Regions from separate parts of the Rattus norvegicus genome. Here region 2 is linked to region 1. A link is a contact called in public Hi-C data. All regions are on one chromosome and are shown on one strand. The core of a region is the stretch at or near the end of the contact, and the rest is flanking DNA. Distances in the headings are between cores, read along the strand shown. Region 1 has its middle 60 kb from the start of Gfpt1. Region 2 overlaps Antxr1 (ANTXR cell adhesion molecule 1).

Evidence for each region. A called contact is a pair of places that touch in the nucleus more often than the background predicts.
Region 2: a Hi-C map of the A7r5 cell line shows a contact between it and region 1, with 6 times the contacts expected there. The contact joins two enhancer-like sites. A contact is called at or near these places in 8 of 12 Hi-C or Micro-C datasets (the A7r5 cell line, Schwann cells, hepatocytes and 3 more).

What each region holds. Positions count from the first base shown.
Region 1 is chr4:121,113,044-121,115,949 of GRCr8, forward strand. No RefSeq gene overlaps it. Among named protein-coding and RNA genes, the nearest start is that of Gfpt1, 60 kb to the left of the region's middle. Within about 2 kb of position 1,283, at least 50 of the 93 cell types and tissues checked have an H3K27ac peak or open chromatin away from gene starts, as enhancers often do. A contact at or near this core is called in the A7r5 cell line and Schwann cells, where this site is marked.
Region 2 is chr4:121,315,974-121,318,723 of GRCr8, forward strand. The region is part of intron 1 of Antxr1 (ANTXR cell adhesion molecule 1); the gene reads right to left. Among named protein-coding and RNA genes, the nearest start is that of Antxr1, 18 kb to the right of the region's middle. Within about 2 kb of position 1,303, at least 35 of the 93 cell types and tissues checked have an H3K27ac peak or open chromatin away from gene starts, as enhancers often do. A contact at or near this core is called in the A7r5 cell line and Schwann cells, where this site is marked.

The DNA of each region.
Region 1 (2,906 bases), core at 33-2,532:
TTGGACCATGGAGCGCAATGTGGCAAACACTGAAGTGGGACACACAGTAGGAAAATAATCTGCTGTCAATTTACTTTTCTCTTGGAGCCGAGCAGCCCTTTCCTCTGCTGGATCCCAGCTCCTCTCTGCCCCATCCGATGGAGCCATCCAGAGGGCGGCTGCCGCTCTTACACTCTTTAGTGGTGTAAGAAAAGGGAATCGCTGCTTGGGGCAAAGGGTAAAGACGTGCATCCAACATGGCTGTCTAGAAGATTCCAGACTTCACGGGCAGTTGTGTGTAGGGGACATAGTCTTAAGAGGAGTCACCATATCCTGGCCATTGGATGGGTGCTGGGTTCTCTTCATGGTAGGGGCATTCGAGTATAGTTTAAGTTGACCACTGAAAAAGTGCCAGCATGACAGAGGGCACAGAGCGTGACACACGGAGATGGGAAGTACTTTTTGGGGCTGCTTCACACATCGTCAAAGGCTTGGCTTCTGGAGGTCTCAGTGGGAGAAACAGGACATTGATGTGGATAGGCCACACTGGCCCTGGAAAGTAGATTTTTGTCAATACCACATCTACTCACCCTCCCTGCCTGCTCCCCGGGGTTCTCAGAAGCATGTGTAGGAGGCTCACAGCCTTTGTGAGCAGATGTGGAAAAGACTGAGAGGGGAAAGGGGTCACTGTGGGTCACATGATGATGCTATTTCTTTGACCATGAGAGCTTGTAAGGTCCAAGGAAACTTGGGCTACATAAAATAAAAAGCATTTTAAAAAGGAGAGGCATACTGTAACTGGCAGACAGAATGTGTCTTTGTGTGTGTTTGTGTGTGTGTGTGTGTGTGTGTGTGTGTGAGAAATAACTTTCATTTAGAAATTTTGGCGGTTGTTGTCACTGCTTCCCTAGGACTTTTAAAATGATATTTTCTAGGCTTGGAAAGTGGGCAGGCAAATCATGGAATTTTGGCTTCAATGATTCTAGAATGTAGGCAAGCAGAGGGAGAGACAGCCATAATTTGGCTTTGAGGCTTCTATGGGTTGCAGAGCAAACCAAGCAATGTTACCATGGCAACACTTCTACTGTTTATAAAAACAAAGTTTTTTTCTCTGACAAGCATACTTCATATTTAATAAACCTCAGTCCGCAGGGCCCTCTTCATGCCATTTTAACTTGGGAAGAATTTTATTATTGCAATTGCTTTCCGACACCAAAACACTTGGAACTAGAGTGTTAAGCACTGATATCTAGAAGGGTAGAGTAAGAGGCACTTGGTGGGGGTGGGGCAGGCGATGGCCAAGCAGCATGAAAGCACAAAGCAGGCCTTTCACAGAACGGGAGTCTGCTGGGCTGGCCCCCAAGAGAGCATTCAGAAATAGAGATTTCTCCTTCAATTCTGTTGATATTCTAGTCACAACCTGTATTCTACTCACCCATCCTTCTCCCCCGGGCCCTGCGGCCTTCATGGGTCACTGTCTAGACATGTACCCCCTCCCCATCTTAAGCCCTGTCTGGTTATCTGTGAAGTCTTAAATACTGATGTGTGAGAGGCCTCGATATAATTCTCTAACTGAACTGAAGCAGAGGGGCTGTGAGACGGGCTCTTGTAGCTGAAAAGGGTTTATTTTTGGATCATATAGCTGGAGAAGGCAAAGGAAGATCCAGGGGCCAGTGGATCCTCCTTCAGCATCCACAAATCCAGAGAGCCCCAGATTCTGCCCCAGCGGACAGCATTACTACTTCCATCTCCAATCTCTAGAAGGACAGTTCTCCTATGCCAGTTCTGCGGATAGGGGCCTCATATGCTGGGTGAGTAAGTGCCCTGCCTGTAAACTATACATTCCAGCTTACAAGGTTTAGAAATTTAGGTTCTGAAGAAGGTGCTTTTGGGCATCCTTTACCTGGGAACTTAGAAAGTGGCCAGAAACATCAGTAGCTGGAGTATTTGCATTTAGTCCAGAAGCTGGGAGTAGCCTATGCTCTCCCAAGGTCTTTCTTTCTGTCTTCTGGGGTCCCTAGGCCCTTGGGAAGTTGCGAGGGCCCATTTCTAAGCTCAGGCACTGCATTATCCACAGAGGCCACTTCTGGGGTCACAGTCCTTTAGGGAAGACAGGACTGGAATACCGTGCTGTCACTCATTGCTTTTCTCATATATGGTCAATCAACACTTTATTAATAACTGGAAAGACTGTTGCTTTGAAATGTCAAAACAGATCACCATTATAAATCTTACAGGTATGTTAGTCCAAGTGGCCAAACTGAGAACCACACAGGAGCAGCTTGCCTGAGGGTCTAAGGCACCTCCCAGGAAGGTGTTGCCTATAGGAAGTGAGTGCTGGTACCTGTTGTCCAGCCACTGTCACAGTGTGAGGAAAGCTCAGTAATGGAGACTGTGACAGTGTTGCTCAGACCTGAGCTCTAGAAAAGAAGGGGCAAAGATGGGAGACCACTCCAACACCCCTGGTTGGATCACACCGGAGGCTTCGGCAACCACAGTTCTTCAGGTGGGGCGGACCCAGAAAAAGGCTTTGATTTTCAGGTGTTCTTGGGGCCCTCTTGCTTCCACTGCCCAGGGAGTATGGCCCTGAAGAGGGTTTCAGGAAAGGACTGCTTGGAGTATCTTTCACAGCAGGTTGGCCAGCAGGGGGCAGCAAGCTACCAGTCCCGGAAAACACGGAGGGGGACAGAGCTCCCTGACCTCAGTGGGAAGCACCCCATGAAACAGATGGGGTGCCTGGACCACCCAGGGCAGGAAGACCCGCCTTGAAGGAACCCTGCCCAGCATCAGGGACTGCAGACCCGGCTAAGAACACAACCTGCACCCGGGGCCCTGCGCCCGGGTCCTCCTTCCTGTAGGGACCGACAAAGTTGTCCCCAGCTCAACTTGCCTGTCACCTCTTACCTGTACCAGAACTGTAGGTTCCC
Region 2 (2,750 bases), core at 53-2,552, 200 kb after region 1:
CCACCCATTGTATGTTTTTAATCATATGACATATCTCATGTCACCTTTGTCTTTTTAAGGGTCAGCCATGTTGGATTAACCTAGCTATTTAAGCTGCAAGGTAGAATCTAGAATTTCCTTCTAAACCCAATATAAAAAGTACCAAAAGATGTTTGTTCCCATGGACATGGTAGGTTTGAGAGGTACTGAGACTAGCAAAGGGTCTCTTCTGGGGACTTTGTGTCTCTCTTCTGCAAGCACAGTTCTCTTCATAATTGGAATTAAAAAAGCCTCCCAGGAATCCTGCCTGGACCCAGCATTACAGAAATGTCTATTGGAAGATTCATGTGGTGCACTTGGGATCCAATTAGAGCCAAGGTCAATGTCCTCACCCAGAATCTACTGAAGTGGGTTTGTGAAAGGGCTTGCCACTCCCCAGGGAGGAAAGCCTCTGGTCTGCATTGTAAGCCCCTGCAGGTGATCACTGTGGAGAGCATTTTGTTTTTCTGCCTCCAGTACTTGAAATATGATTTTTTAAAAAATCAAGAAACATTTGATGTCACACTCTGTGAGGGATTCTGTATGGAGCAACCTGGCCTTGCCTTCGGGTGACAGTCCAGTCACTTCCGAGGGCCCGATGTGTACACAAAGAGGGGCAACAGCAGAATCAGAAATGTTACCCAATTGTTTTCTGAACAAAAGGACATTCTTTTCTGCTCCCGAGAGTCTCTAACCCTGTGGTTAAACGCCTTGAAAACACATCTGCTGTATGAGCAACCAGGGCACAGTGAAAAGGAAATACAGGCACATTCGGCTGGATCTGCCACCAGTGACTGCTAACCCCGGGAGGCCAAGGCAGCTAAGACAGAGATTACAAAATGGTCAGCCCCGCTCATCCTTAGCCACACCTGGTTAAGTCACTGATGCCAGTGGCCCTCTCGGGTCCTGGGTAGGTATGGATATGCTCAGTAGCTTCAGAGACACTGGGTGGACCCAAAATTAGCCCCAAGCTTCCTTGCCAGTGAGTGAGTACTCTCTCCCAGATTCTCTCCCCCCTCTTTTTCTCCTCTTCTCTTTCTACACCCTAACAAGTTGGAGCCCCATTTTGGCCCAGGCCTTTATCAACTGTTTTCTTGTGGGCACAGCCAAGCCTCCCTCCTGGACCTTGACTCTTGCTTCCACTTCAACTTCTCTAAACACTAGTTCAGATCCAAAGCCAATCTGAGCACCTCTCTTTGTCCCTTGTCTGGGGACACCATCCTGCTCCATCTGCTGCCGTGGAGCCTCCAGCAGCCATGATGTTTGAGTTCTCTCCTGCCACATGACTTCCCTTAGTCAGTCCAACTGATGGCTTTGAAAACAATGACGCTCGCACTGCAGAATGCAGTTAGAGAGTTGGGAAATTAGCTACTGGGAGATCGCCAATTTTTTTTCAAAGAAATGAAGCATAATAAGATTGAAAAACCAGAATGTGCTGCGGAAAGTAACAGAAAACAGTGCTTCAGGGGCTTCAGTAGGCTGTGCAAGTGAGCGGGCACTGGGTGAGGATATAAGGTGCACTCTTTTCTGTGACTCGTGATTCAAAAGGTATCTTAACCAAAGAGGTACTCCCTTCTCCACTCTGCCTTTCAAACACACACACACACACACACACACACACACACACACACACAGTTTTACACGCACGCACCATGTACACACGTACTCTCATACCACACATACACACACATGCACAAGCAAACACATGTACACACACTGCACATGCTCACATGCACTCACTCATGTACACAACCAGGAAAAGCTTACACACATTTTTTTGCATATCAATTACTGGTATTTTTGGTGCAAATTCAACAACAACAAAAATAGTGACATTGCTGTTAAGACAGAAAATGTTAAATTGTCTTAAAAGGCGCTCCTATGGCTGAACTTCATGACTCTGGGTCCATGTCTCGTGCTCTCAGGCTTCAGAGATGACCCCATGAGAGCTGCAGTGCATCTCCTGGAAGGCTAAAAAGGGATGGACCAATGTCACCCAAAGCTGCTATGCAAAATTGTCACTTGTGGGGAAATGACATAGACTGAGGGTCCAAGGACAGAATTTGAAAAAAGAGTGTCATCAAAACAGCTACTTCAGTGTGGGAAATGAAGGTATGGAGGACAAACAAAAGGTAGACCCTGAGGTGCTTCCCTCCTTAGGTGCTCAAACACGGCACCGCCCTCACTCCTGCGTACCGCAGTCAGACACCCCCCGCCGCCTCATACCCCTCCCCCCGCCAGCCACAGTCAGACTTGGGTACTACCCACTGCACAGCGACCTGCTTCCCGACTTTCCTCCAAGCTTGTGCACTCAGACCAGGGTCCTTGATCTCGTCACCTATGACCACATTTATGTCCTTATGTAACTGCCCACGCCATCTGTCACGCCTGCGTCTTCTCGTGCTGCTGAGTCAGACAGTAGTAGGATGTCTTCATTTTTCACACTGGCCAATTTCTGTTTCTCTTCACTTTCATAGCACCAAAGAGCCAAGCACTTCTGTACATCTCTTTTCACACATAATGGAGAAGACGCTGCGAATTTCTGCAGTGCGTTTCTTTTTGGCCATTGCACGGAAATTGACTCTCCATGTGTCCCTTGCTTAAGAAATGTGTGACAGACGCTAAAAAGGAGGCCTCATATTTGGTCTAAAGAGGGCAAGTGCCTCACCCCTTATATGGCCCCCACCTCACTGGGTCAGGCAGACAGTGGGGCATGGGAGGACGAAGGGTTT